Regions from separate parts of the Mus musculus genome. Here region 1 is linked to region 2. A link is a contact called in public Hi-C data. All regions are on one chromosome and are shown on one strand. The core of a region is the stretch at or near the end of the contact, and the rest is flanking DNA. Distances in the headings are between cores, read along the strand shown.

Evidence for each region. A called contact is a pair of places that touch in the nucleus more often than the background predicts.
Region 1: a contact with region 2 is called in a Hi-C map of pro-B cells, with 5 times the contacts expected there. The contact joins two enhancer-like sites. A contact is called at or near these places in 7 of 39 promoter capture datasets (the C10 cell line, the HPC-7 cell line, cranial neural crest and 4 more), 1 of 15 datasets of contacts at CTCF or cohesin (large pre-B cells), 2 of 484 Hi-C or Micro-C datasets (muscle stem cells and pro-B cells), 2 of 115 datasets of contacts at active chromatin or transcription factors (effector CD8 T cells and neural tube) and 2 of 9 other capture datasets (adipose tissue and liver).

Annotation. Positions count from the first base shown.
Region 1 is chr1:193,379,118-193,384,890 of GRCm38.p6, reverse strand. No RefSeq gene overlaps it. Among named protein-coding and RNA genes, the nearest start is that of Camk1g, 12 kb to the right of the region's middle. Within about 2 kb of position 1,905, at least 107 of the 459 cell types and tissues checked have an H3K27ac peak or open chromatin away from gene starts, as enhancers often do. A contact at or near this core is called in muscle stem cells and pro-B cells, where this site is marked.
Region 2 is chr1:193,186,225-193,192,307 of GRCm38.p6, reverse strand. It overlaps Traf3ip3 (TRAF3 interacting protein 3), which reads left to right. Exons shown (of 16, transcript NM_153137.4): 9 at 5,138-5,209. Among named protein-coding and RNA genes, the nearest start is that of Traf3ip3, 12 kb to the left of the region's middle. Within about 2 kb of position 3,062, at least 190 of the 459 cell types and tissues checked have an H3K27ac peak or open chromatin away from gene starts, as enhancers often do. A contact at or near this core is called in muscle stem cells and pro-B cells, where this site is marked.

The DNA.
Region 1 (5,773 bases), core at 656-3,155, 190 kb before region 2:
AGACAAGAGGACTCCCTGCCAATCTGTCTGTCTCTTTCACTCTCAAACTTGAGATGGATCAAAAACTTGTGAGGTATTTGTAGAAAATTTGACTTCTGACTCGACCTCAGCAGTGTAACTCTGCTCCACACAGACACCAGAGAATCCGAGCCAACAGATGTCGGGCTCCTCACAGTGGCGGCTTCTAGCTATCCTGTGACCAATCCTATGGGGATATTTAATGTCTCCAGCAGAAGTCACACCAAACCGCAATCCCCTGCCCACAGTGATGAGCACAATACTGTCCACCCTCCAGGTGGGAGCCCTCAGTGCTGATGGGAGGGATGAAGTGGACAGTGGTGGACACAGGCTGTTCACCACACTTCTTCATATCTGTTTTCTCACAAAGATTCATAGCCTCATGTCGATGATAATGGTAGTGATGGTGGTCGTGATGGTGATCATGGTGAGAGTCATGGTAGTGATGATGATGGTTAAGATGATGAGGGCGATGATTAAGGTGATGATGATGATTTTCTGATGGTGATGATGGTGGTGGTGGTGATGATGATGATGGTGATGTTTACAGGTGACAGCTATTGCTTATTCTTTTCTAATAATAGTGCTCAGTATTGTTTTAACTTTCAAAACAACCTTGTATGGTAAGTGCCATTTACAGCTCCATTTTAATTTCATGATCGCTATTGAGTATATGGTAGGAAAGGTCACGTGTGGCAGTCAGAGGACTTTAGGGGATCAGTCCTCTCCTTCTACCTCTACACGGGTCTCAGGGATTGCCAAGTTTGCACTGCAAGCACCTTTCTCTGCTGAGCCGTCTTGGTGACCCTTTTATAAGTGAGGAAACCAAGGCACAGCACAGATGTCGCTTGCTTGGATCACAGAGTCAGTGAGTGAGAGAGACAGGGTTGTAACCCAGCCTCTGGCACTAGAGAGCACCATGATTTTGGCCACTGCCCAGTTCCATTCCTGTGAAATTACTTCTAATTTTTCAAAGGAGGCAGGTCTACCTTCTAGATAAACCCAAATATTGCAATTATGAACAGTTCCACAGAGAAGGTGTCTGCACTCAGGTCATTGTTTAAAGGGAGATCCAGTTCATATGAGACAGTCTTGCTGACGCCCTAACAATGGCTGAAGACCCCTCCAGGTATTGTCTGGTCACCTTCTCCACAAAAGTATAATATTCCTAGCAATTTACCAGACAATAAGTAGAGAGCACAAAACATTTCTTGAATTTTCCCAAGGAGTTGCCTCCCTGGTCACACAGGTCACCTGTAAATGATGGCCCTGGAGCCTTCTCATTCTCCCTTTCCTCCCCCCTTTTCTCTTTCCCTTCCCTGGGGATTCTACCTGGGGATACGCTGCAAACTGGGCATCCTCCCCCAAATCTAACCTCTCTTTCACTCTGCCTGGAGAGGAGACATAAGGGTGAACCCCTCCTCTCTTTCTCTCTCTCTCTCTCTCTCTCTCTCTCTCTCTCTGTCTCTGTCTCCCACCCCGTCTCTCTCACATGTTCCCATACACTCTCTCACACACGTGCACACACACTTTCTCATGTTCACACTCACAGACGGGTGGGGGGAGAGAAAGAATATACAGACACAGAGAAAGACAAAGACACAAGCGGGGAGTACCCTGCCCCACAGTGGCAGCCTTCTGTAACTGCAAAGAAAATGCAAGTAAAAACTATCTCATCAGTGGCTCAAGCCCACCCAACAATAATATATTTTTTTAAACTGAAAAGTGGAATTGGGAAACATAAATGTGGGGAGAGGACCTGTTCCTGGGCCTTGGGCTTGTATTTTGCCCTTGTTGCTGGAATGAGTGGAAGTCCAAAAACAGGTCACTGGCTGAGCTCTAGATGGCCAGCAGAGGGCTCTGGTCCTGCACTCGGAACCTGAACTGCCATCCAGGCTAGCCATCCCTTCCTTGAGACCTCTGAGAGCTTCTCATCTCATCAGGAGGGGTCTGCTAATCCAAACACAGAATAACTCATGGTCCTTGTTAGCGCACCTCAGGGAGTCAACCATTGGCTTCCGGTGTCGCTTTTTCCTTGGTACTCAGCCTCCCCATTTCCAGGTTTTCTTGTGAAAGTCCAATCTCCTCGAAATCTAGTTTTCATTTGTGCCAGCTGTTTGTTTGTTTGTGTTTTTGTCAACCGGACACAAGCTAGGACCACCTAAACAGAGGGAACCTCAGTTGAGAAAATGCCTCCATAAAAGCGGCCTGTGGGCAAGCTTGTGACGCGCTGTCTTAGCTAATGATTGACGTGGGAAAGTCCAGCCCATTGTGGGTGGGGCCACCCCTGGGCTGGTGGTCCTGGCTGAAAGAAAGCAGACAGCCTCCGTCTGAGATCCTGCCTCCGGTATTCCTGCCCTGGCTTCCTCAGGGATGAACTGTGATGTGAAACAATAAGCTGACATAAACACTTTCCTCCCAAGTAATAGAAACCCTAAAGCAGGTGGAGCTTAGTGCTGGCTATTGTGTTTAAAAACGCTATCAAAGATACACAGTCAGCCCGTACTCCACCCCATCCCCACATTCCACTCAGCTCTTCTGTTGCTATCTCAAAGGCACCTCTACCACTGGGATTCTGCTGAGAGAAATGTCTGGGAATTATTGCCGGCTCCAGGCAGTCACTCTAGACTGTGAAGGGTCTCCAGCCAGCTTAGGAGTGGGCTTGGCATTCCTAAAGGCATAGTCCCACGGAACTGTGGCCAAATCAGCTCTTATGAACATGTCTCTAGGTAGTTAAAAGCACAAAACCACAAAACGGAGCTTTGCTTTCTTACAAGTGTGCTGTCAGGCAGACCCAAAGTGGGAATTGTGCTTCGCAAAACATACAGCAACAGCTGGCCCCGTGATGAATTCTGACACACTGCATTCTGCACACAGCTCATGGGGGAGGGGGTTTCCAGATGGAGAACAAAAAAACAGGAGGAGTGAAGACGATTCCACACCACCAGCAATAGCCCTGGCTGGAGAGGGCAGGAGCGAGTCTCCATGCTTTCCTTCCAGGGTGTAACAGACCTGCCAGCTGACTCTGTTTCCTTGCTACACCCACCCAAGTTGAGTTTTCACACCCTACAGGGTGGAGGGAAGTTAGAGCTGCCGTGGGATCTAGGAGCTCACAGAGCTGCAGCCTTCAGGAAATCTAGAGAGAGCGTGTTCTCTGTTTTCTCTCCTAGTTTTGGATGGGTTTGCTTGCAGTCTTAGGTGTCTTTGGCTTCCAGAAGAAACACCAGTGTCTCTGTCATCTGCATATGGAACCCCCTCCTGTGTGTATGTCTGTGTCCAAACATCAACCTTTCTGCAGTATGATGTCATCTGAATTCAACTCATTGCTTGTCCCATGGCCCTGCTTCTACACAAGGTCCCCTCTTACCAGCAATGTCTTCTCCAGGGTTAAGAAGACTATACCTCAGAGGACTTCACCAAGAAAGCTGGCTGGCCTGCATGTTGTTGGGATTTCTCCATAGGAAACTGATGGTTTTATCTGAGTCTAACAGTGGACACACATAGAGGTTCTTTCCCAGGCTCTGCTCAGAGCTTCCTGCAGGCCCTCCTCACCAGCCTCCTAGGAGACCTGGCATATTGGGTTCTTTGTAATATTTACCATGTGCTAGGCATCTCCTGAGAACTAAGGCAACAAGGATGAGTATGGTGCAGTCCCTGTTGTTAAGAGAATTTGACATTTAAAGCTGGAGATGGCGGCTTAGTTGGCAGAGTGATAGTTCAGAATGAACAGCATGGTGCTGTGGAGAGCTAGGTGTGGTGATACATGCTTGTAATCCCAGCACACAGGAGGTGGGGGCATGTGCCTCTTCTCGTTACTGTGATAAAACACTTTGACAAAAACAGCTTGCGATAGAAAAGCTCTATTCCAGCTCACAGTTTAAGAGTGCAATCTGCAATGGCAAGGAAGTCAAGACAGCAGGCGCCTGAAGTAGCTGGTCACGTCTCATCCACAGTCAGAAAGCACATATGCATTTCTCAGTCTGCCAGCTGCAGTGAGGTCTACAGCTTCAGCAGCAGGTACAGGTGGTCCCCTGTCTGGCCATGTGACAATTCTCCATCAAGGAGCCTAGAAGCCCCTTTAGTAGGATACCCATGACTAAACATCAGCTCATGTCCTCTTTCTTATACAGTGCAGGGAATGGTACCACTGTCTTCATCCTACATCACCCTAAGCAAGATAACTCCCCACAGGTGTGCACAGACTGTTCTCATAGATGATCCTAGATATCATCAGGTTAATAATCCAGAACTATCAAAAGGCAGAAGGATCAGAAGTTCAGGGTTATCCTCAGATACTTGGAGTGCAGCTCTGCGTTCACTCAGAAGAGATAATGATAAAGTAGTGGTCAGGGGTCTGGCTGACTGACAGGTGGGCTCGTGAACCCTCACAGCTTCAGCAGCAGGTGCAGATGGTCTCTAGCCTGGTCACATGACAATTCTCCTTCAAGGAGCCCAGAAGCCTCTTTAGTTAGGTACCTAGGTACCTAGCACTAGAGCAGATCAAGCTTCATTCTTCATGCAGGCCCTGGGTCACAGCCCCTGTGTTAGAACTCTGTCTGTACTCAGCACTGCAGGGACAATATCCCTTCCTCACCTCTGGCATATGTAGGATGATTCCTTGACAGCCCTCAGCCTGAATTCTCCAGCCAAACCACACCCCCAAGCTACAGTTCTGGCACTTGCCTGTCTCTTATTCTTTTGTTCTGTGAGATAATAAAGAATCAATTTTTATATGCTAGGCATTTAAAGACAACTAAGGTATGTACTCTGGGGGTTCACATTTTTATAAAAACAAACTTTAAAGTTTCGAGTGTGAAGAAAGTACAAAACATTTCCCAGTGCTGCAGAGAAAGATTAGCTTGTTATGGAGATGTCCAGAGTAAGGCCCGAGCCATCCTTGAAGCAGAACCAGGAGTCCTCTGGGCAGAGCCATGGCACACGTTTGCCACATTCTTGTGCCTTAGGCCAAAACAAAGCAGAAGTGTTATGCCCACTTCTCTCTATCAATCTCTCTTGAAGGCCCGCTGCCCAAACACAGGGCTGGTGCAACAGCTTGGCCGGGAGTGATTTAGGCCCTGCCATCAATGGATAATTTTCTGGTGCTGCTTACCACCGGCCTTGGCACTCCTGAGAGGCTGTAACCCGCCTCCTTTGCAAGGCTTTCCCTGCTGCCTTTCTTCTCCCAAGGTTTTACAGAGCTGTACAGAACATTCTTTGTTTCCTCCTACCTGTTGGGGGTGGGAGATGATGCTGAGAGCTGAGATCAGAACAATCTGCAAAAAGGGGTGCTGCTGCCTGTCCCCACGACGCTGCTGCAGGCCAGCCTTGGGTGTAGACTGGAGGTGTAAGAACTTCTCAGTTCTTAGAGCACCCATGGTGCTGTTTTCCATGTACCAAGGGAAACAGCCATTGTTCTCTATCTGTAGACTTGACACACCATGTCCCAGTCCCTCCCTCCCTCCCTCCCTCCCTTCGTTCACTGGGCTCTTTCAATCCATCTCTGAAGGTCACATTTGGACCAAAGCACTGAGAACACTGAGTCCAGGGGTCTGATGACTAAATCAAGTAATTGTTTCTTCCTGAAAAGTCGATTATTTCTTTTGCTTTTCCATTTACCCTCAGTTCTGTTATGTAATGTCCTATATCTCAGGAGCATTGGACAGCAGACACTTTGCTAGGAAGTCTCTGGTGGCCTCAGCACATGGGACCTCCTGAGAGCCATAAGTGAGGAAGGGAAGGAGGGCTGGAGCAGAGC
Region 2 (6,083 bases), core at 1,813-4,312:
CATTTACAATATCTAGCTGAAAAAATAGACAGCTAAACTCTATTTGCTTCTGAATTCAGCCTCTTGTGATTCACTCTTTTAGTTAAAGTGTTTGAAAGAATTCAGTGTCATGGAGACACATGCTGGAAAGGGAGAGGCCTTGCAGATCCCTTGAAAGAGTCTCTAGGAGCTCATGTGTCCAACAGATGATAAGCAGGTTGGTGCCACCAAAGCCTAAGGCAGCAGGAGTGTTGAGGCAGAATGCCAGTCTCCCATGCGCCCAATGCACCTCATTGGTAGGAAGGTTTATGCTTAAAGAAGTGAAACAGGAAGTTACGAAACACTCCAGGAAGTTTGCAGTGACACAGAAGACCACCACTCCCACTTTTCAAGCTAGTCACTGGACCTGGATTCAGGAGTCCCTTTGGTCAGGCCCCTGCTTGCCAAGTCATTTCCACTAGCAGGGAAGGAGCCTGAGCCGGGCAGCTGGGCATGTGAGGTGGTTTCCGGCACAGAGCTAAATTGAGCTCATCTCACGCACCCCTTCAGCAGATACTGAGTGACTTTCAACTCTATGCCAGGACTTCAGGAACAAAACGAAATGGAGCCCTTGCTTTGAAAGACTCACAGTCCAGCAAGGAAGAGTCGCAGCAGATAATGCCAGTGAGACAAGGCTGCAAACGTATGTGCAGCCTGACACAGAAAAAGAGAGTGGCTCTGCCTGAGGTAGAATAAGGCAGGCTGTTTGCAGAGACCTTCTCAGCTGGGCCTTACAGGATGAGCCGGAGCTTACCAGTTCAGAAGCAGCTTGATGCGGAGGAAAAGCAGAAAAGCACTTAGGGAATTAGACTGTTTCCGGGCCAAGGTGTGCAGAGCACTGGGTATAGCCCAAAGCCATGGACAGGAAGGGATCCTGTCTGAACAGCACCACACAAAGACCTCTCTCACAGTTTCAGAACAGGAGACTTGAACCTTTCCGGTTAAGGTTTGTTTCAGATTTAATGAAAAGACACACAAACACGCATAAATACATATTTGTATGTGTGTGTGCATGAGTGTCACAGCGGACATTTTGTTTTGGAACGGCCAAACCATGAAACTGCATACCTCACCCAGGTTGAGAAACCTGCCTGTTTGGAGCAGCTTGTTCACTAGAGAACCGAACAGAAAGGAATGATCTGATCTGTGTTCATAGCTTCTCTAATCAAAGGCCCAGCTGAGTGAGGGGTGGGGCCCTGGAGAAGTCTAGAAAGCCCAGGCCAACTGTGCTTAGTGGGAATGAGGCAGATACTGTAAGAGCTATTCATGTAGATATCAGGAATCTGAGACTGGAGGATTCCAAACTCCAGGCCAGCCTGGGCTATATGTTAAGCCCCTGCCTTCCTTTTTAAGCTATTTCTATCATAAAGTTGGAGGAGGGTGTTATTTTATCCCAGGCTCTTCCCCAGGCTCCAGCTTGGTTCCTCGCTCCCATCTTCCCACCTTTCCCAGGTCTCACACATCACACACACACACACACACACACACTTCTCTTGTTTCTCCCACCCCAAGCTTCTAGCTTCCTGTATTTAAGAAGTCATCCATAACTGTTCACTTGAGAACCCTTACTTCTCCCAAAACAAAACACTTCCAATTCCACCCCTCCTGAGACAACTGCAGTAAGCCATTGGACCGTGGCCTCATTTGATGGTGTTAGGAAAGTAGCTGAATGAATGAGGTCAGACCTGGGACTCAGGCTTAAGCCCAGTGTCTACTTTGTCCTTTCCATTCGGGTCCACATATGAATCTGCAGCTTCTCATGCAAGGATGTTCATGGTAAGATCTACAGGAGAACCCCAGGGTTGGTGCCCCTGAAGACATCCCTAGGAACTGCTGAGAACCCAGAGCTGGGGTCTGGCCACTGGAACAAAAGTAGCTCTGCCTGCAGAGGAAGCAGGAGTGGAGCACTGGGGCTTTAAGTTCTGCAAAGCATAACTGAGATCCTGAGATGACAACACAGAGGGAACAGGCTTCACCCAGTATGCAAGCTGTTAGGGGAGAGATGAGCAGCCATGGGAAGGGGCTTCTGTGGTGAAGGTGTGGCGTTTCTGGAAACAGAGCTGAGGCAGGAGGATCAAACAGTAGCAGGATCTAAAGCCTTGGATCAACACTCTGTGTGTGTGTGTGTGTGTGTGTGTGTGTGTGTGTGGCCTCCTCACTGCCTTCCTCTCCTTTCCAAGATGCTCCAGGCTCCTGGGGTAAGGTCTGTAGCCTTAGAGCTTCTCAGATACTCTAACACAGTCGTCAGCATGGGTAGAGTCAGGGTGCGGGGGCAGGAAATCCTGTGCTCCACTTGCAGCAACGTGAACATGGCTGGGACTTTCCTGCTTGCCTTATGGAGTCTGGGAAGCAGAGCTCTATGTACAAGAGATTTTGTTCATGCCCTAGACTTGGGTGGCAGCCCCTATTCCTACTTGAAAGGGGATACTGTAAATTGTCTTGCATTGCAACATAAATGGAAAAATAATCTGGGGGTTGGCTGAGATACATAAACCCTTGGGAGAGGAAAACACTGAATTGAGCATGATACTACAGAATAGGAAGGTGCCCAGAGGACATTCCAAGGACTCTGTCTGGGGCTTGTGTCCCTTCCACGCTATAAGGAGATGATCCTGGTCTTTAAACTTGGTGGGTTTGGCTGGCTTCTGCACTGTAGATTTTGGGCAAAGAAAAGTGCATGCAGTTAGTGGGAAGACCAACGCAGAGCAGGGCGGGGTGGGGCCAGCTTAGTGTGTTGCCGCCAGACTGACAGTGAACAGGCCCCTCTGGGGAATGCAGCTGTTCTACCTCTTACCCCTGCGCCCGAACAGTGGAAGCCTTTGTCCTTCTCTCTCATTGGTCCCAAGCCCTGTGGTTATTGTAAATGCCAAATCCCTTTCTCTCTGCTCTTTCCCACATGCGGCTGAGAAAAACATTAATAGTAGGAGGCACTTTAGAAAATTGTTTTTGGCAAAGATTTTTGCTTTTGCAAGGCCCAGCTGAATAACACAGGAAGCAGAAAGGGTGGGGGCTCCCCCTGGTCCCTACAGTTAGAAGAATTAAACAAATAAGATCAAACGGGAGCTGTGCGATGCCACTCCCTGTCTTCCCCAGGCACCCGACTCCCAGAAAGGGAGGCCCACCTCATCCCAGACACCCTCTTCCACCCTAGTCTTTTTAGCCATGAGGGCTGGAAGTCAGTTTGACACCAGGAGCCACAACATCCAGGCCTGGAGAAAGGACTCCAAGAGTCCCACAGAACTTGGGTAGACAAGTCAGAGAAGGAATATGAAAACCACTACAGACTAACTGCTCACAGCTCTATCTCTAAAAAACATACTCTCATTACTGACACCCCCACTACTCCAGACAGATGTCCCCTGGGTAAAATTCAAGGCTGGCAAGGGGGGTGTACACAGGTACAAAGATCAGCAAAGTAGGTGAAACGCTCCAATGTATGCAGGTACAAGGATCTTATAGCTGAAATGCTACAAGACTAGAAGCCAGAACTGCACCTCTGCTCATCTTTCTCTGCTTGGTCCTAGATCAAGGGATACCTACCTTAAAGTGCCACGAGGCACCTCAGGACCTGGGGCTCACGGGACGGGGCAGGGACAGACTATTAGGTTGACCCAGCTTCTGAATCGCTCTGTGACTTTCCAAGAGGCCCTCTTACCCCTCCCCGTGTCCACACCTACTCTGTTTCGTATCTGTAGGTCCATTTCTCACTTTTCAAGGAATTTCTCAGGAGTCCTGCCAGATAGGGAGGAACACACACACCAGTAGTCATTCCTCTACAGCCACAGGTTCCAAAGCCTCAGATTCAACCAACATTGGATCGAGTATAACTGAAAGGGGGTGGGGGGGGAAATCCTGTTTTTCTTGTCTTTCTTGTAATTAGTGCCAAGTCCATACGTTATAGCTGACATTTCCATGGTATTTCCAGTGTACTGTGTGTGAGAGTCAGGGACGACTTTAAGCATACAGGAAGATATACATACGCCTTAGATAAAAGTACACATTTACATACAAGAGAGTTGAACATTCTGAGGGGCTCTAGGAACTCTCAGTGGATATGAAGGGTGTGAAATGCAAGGACTGCCATGACAGAAACCTTTGCCCCACTGTCCTGGGCCCTGAAATCAAGGTATCACCAGTACCAGTCTCCCCTCCTGCTGAATGGGCTGCCAACACCCATCTTGTCTTCTGTGGTCTTCCCTCAGTTTAACCTTGTGTTCTGGTCTTGTTTTAGAAAAACACTACCAGACTAGACTAAATTCATTTGACTGCATTTAACTTCATTGAAGGTACAGCCTCTGTCTTAGGGTTTTACTGCTGTGAACAGTCACCATGACCAAGGAAACTCTTATAAGGACAATATTTAATTGGAGCTGGCTTACAGGTTCAGAGGTTCAGTCCATTATCATCAAGGTGGGAACATAGCAGCATGCAGGCAGACATGGTGCAGGAGGCTCTGAGAATTCTACATATTCAACTAAAGGCTTCTAGCAGAATACTGGCTTCGAGACAACTAGGATGAGGGTCTTAAGCCCATGACCACAGTGACAAACTTACTCCAACAAGTTCGCACTTCCTAATAGTGCCACTCCCTGGGCCAAGCATATTTAAACCATCACAACCTCCAAATATGCTCCCGTTCTACATAGAATACTGTAGCTCACTGCAGCATACAAACTGAAGGGTGAACAAACACACTTCAACCCCTAACAAGGAGCTGGAACAAATCAGATCCTCCCCAGGAGCAAAGACCTCATTTAGCTTCATACCTGTGCTCTACAGACAAAGGTCCAGGTCCAGGATGAGAGAAGGCAAGGAAAGCTGGGGGTAGGGGGCAGTTTAGAAACCTCCCTCTCTATGGCCTTCTTTGCTGTCTGGGCCATTTGTTAGAGAAATTCAAGATACAAAGAGAATTTGGGGCCAATCAGGATCACCCTAGGCCTACAGAGAGAAAACCAACTTCCCCTCAGAGTGCCTTAGCCATCTCTGCACCTAGAGGGGTTCAACCCACAGCACCAAGCTTTGGCTGTGGGACAGGGCTGGAGAGATGTAACAAGCCTCTTTGTGGTTGGTTGGTTGGTTGTTTTTTCCTTAGCTTACTAACTAATCCTGTTTATTTTAGGGACAGCTTAATGAAGACAAGCTGAAGGGCAAACTAAGATCCCTAGAAAACCAGCTCTACACCTGCCTGCAGGTAAGCATCCTGGAGAACACTAATTTCCAGCACATTAATGTCAATAAAGTTGAAATGTTTGGATCTTAGCTCTGCCTTCTAGAAATGCTACCAAATGGAGATTAGCACACTAACTCTTACCTCACTGTGCTTGTCTATGTCATGCTGTCCCTAATTGGCCGTGTAACCACCTCCAACTGCCCTTCTTTGTCCTACCATGCATGCTTTTGTACCCTGGGAAGGGATTCCAACACTAAACATGTTGCTGGCTCCTAAGGAAATATAGGGAGAAGCCGTTGGTAAAGGTTCACACCACACAGTCAGTCTCCACAGAACCCAATCTGAGGACAGGTGAAGAGGGTCTAACAGAAAATCACAAAAATAGTTTTCATCTCAGGAAGAAGGGGTTTTGTTTGTTTGTTTGTGTTTGTTTTCTTTAGCAGGAACCCTGAGAAAGCAAAAACTCAAGAGTCTAAAGAAAGTGATGTAAGTGTTCAACTCCAGTAATCTCTTGATTTGGCCTATCCCCATGTTACAATAAAAGAAAATCAGTCCCCCTGACAGGTGGAGAGATGGGAGAACAGGGGCCAGCAAGAAGGCTTAGTAGGTGCTTACCACCAAGCCTAAAGGCCTGAGTTCAGTCTCTGGGATCCATATAGTAGGAGGAAAGATCTGCATCTCCCTCACAAGTTGTCCTCTGACCTCTACACACACTCTGTGTATGTGGCAAGTACACACACACACACACACACACACACACACACACACACGTGCGTGTAAGAAATATTGAAGGAAACATAAGTAGGAAGGGAATGGTTGGGCTTCTCTCATGTGGCACCAGAGGGATCAGTAATTTCCTATGCAGCTGAGAATAGTTTATAGTGTCTATAGCAGC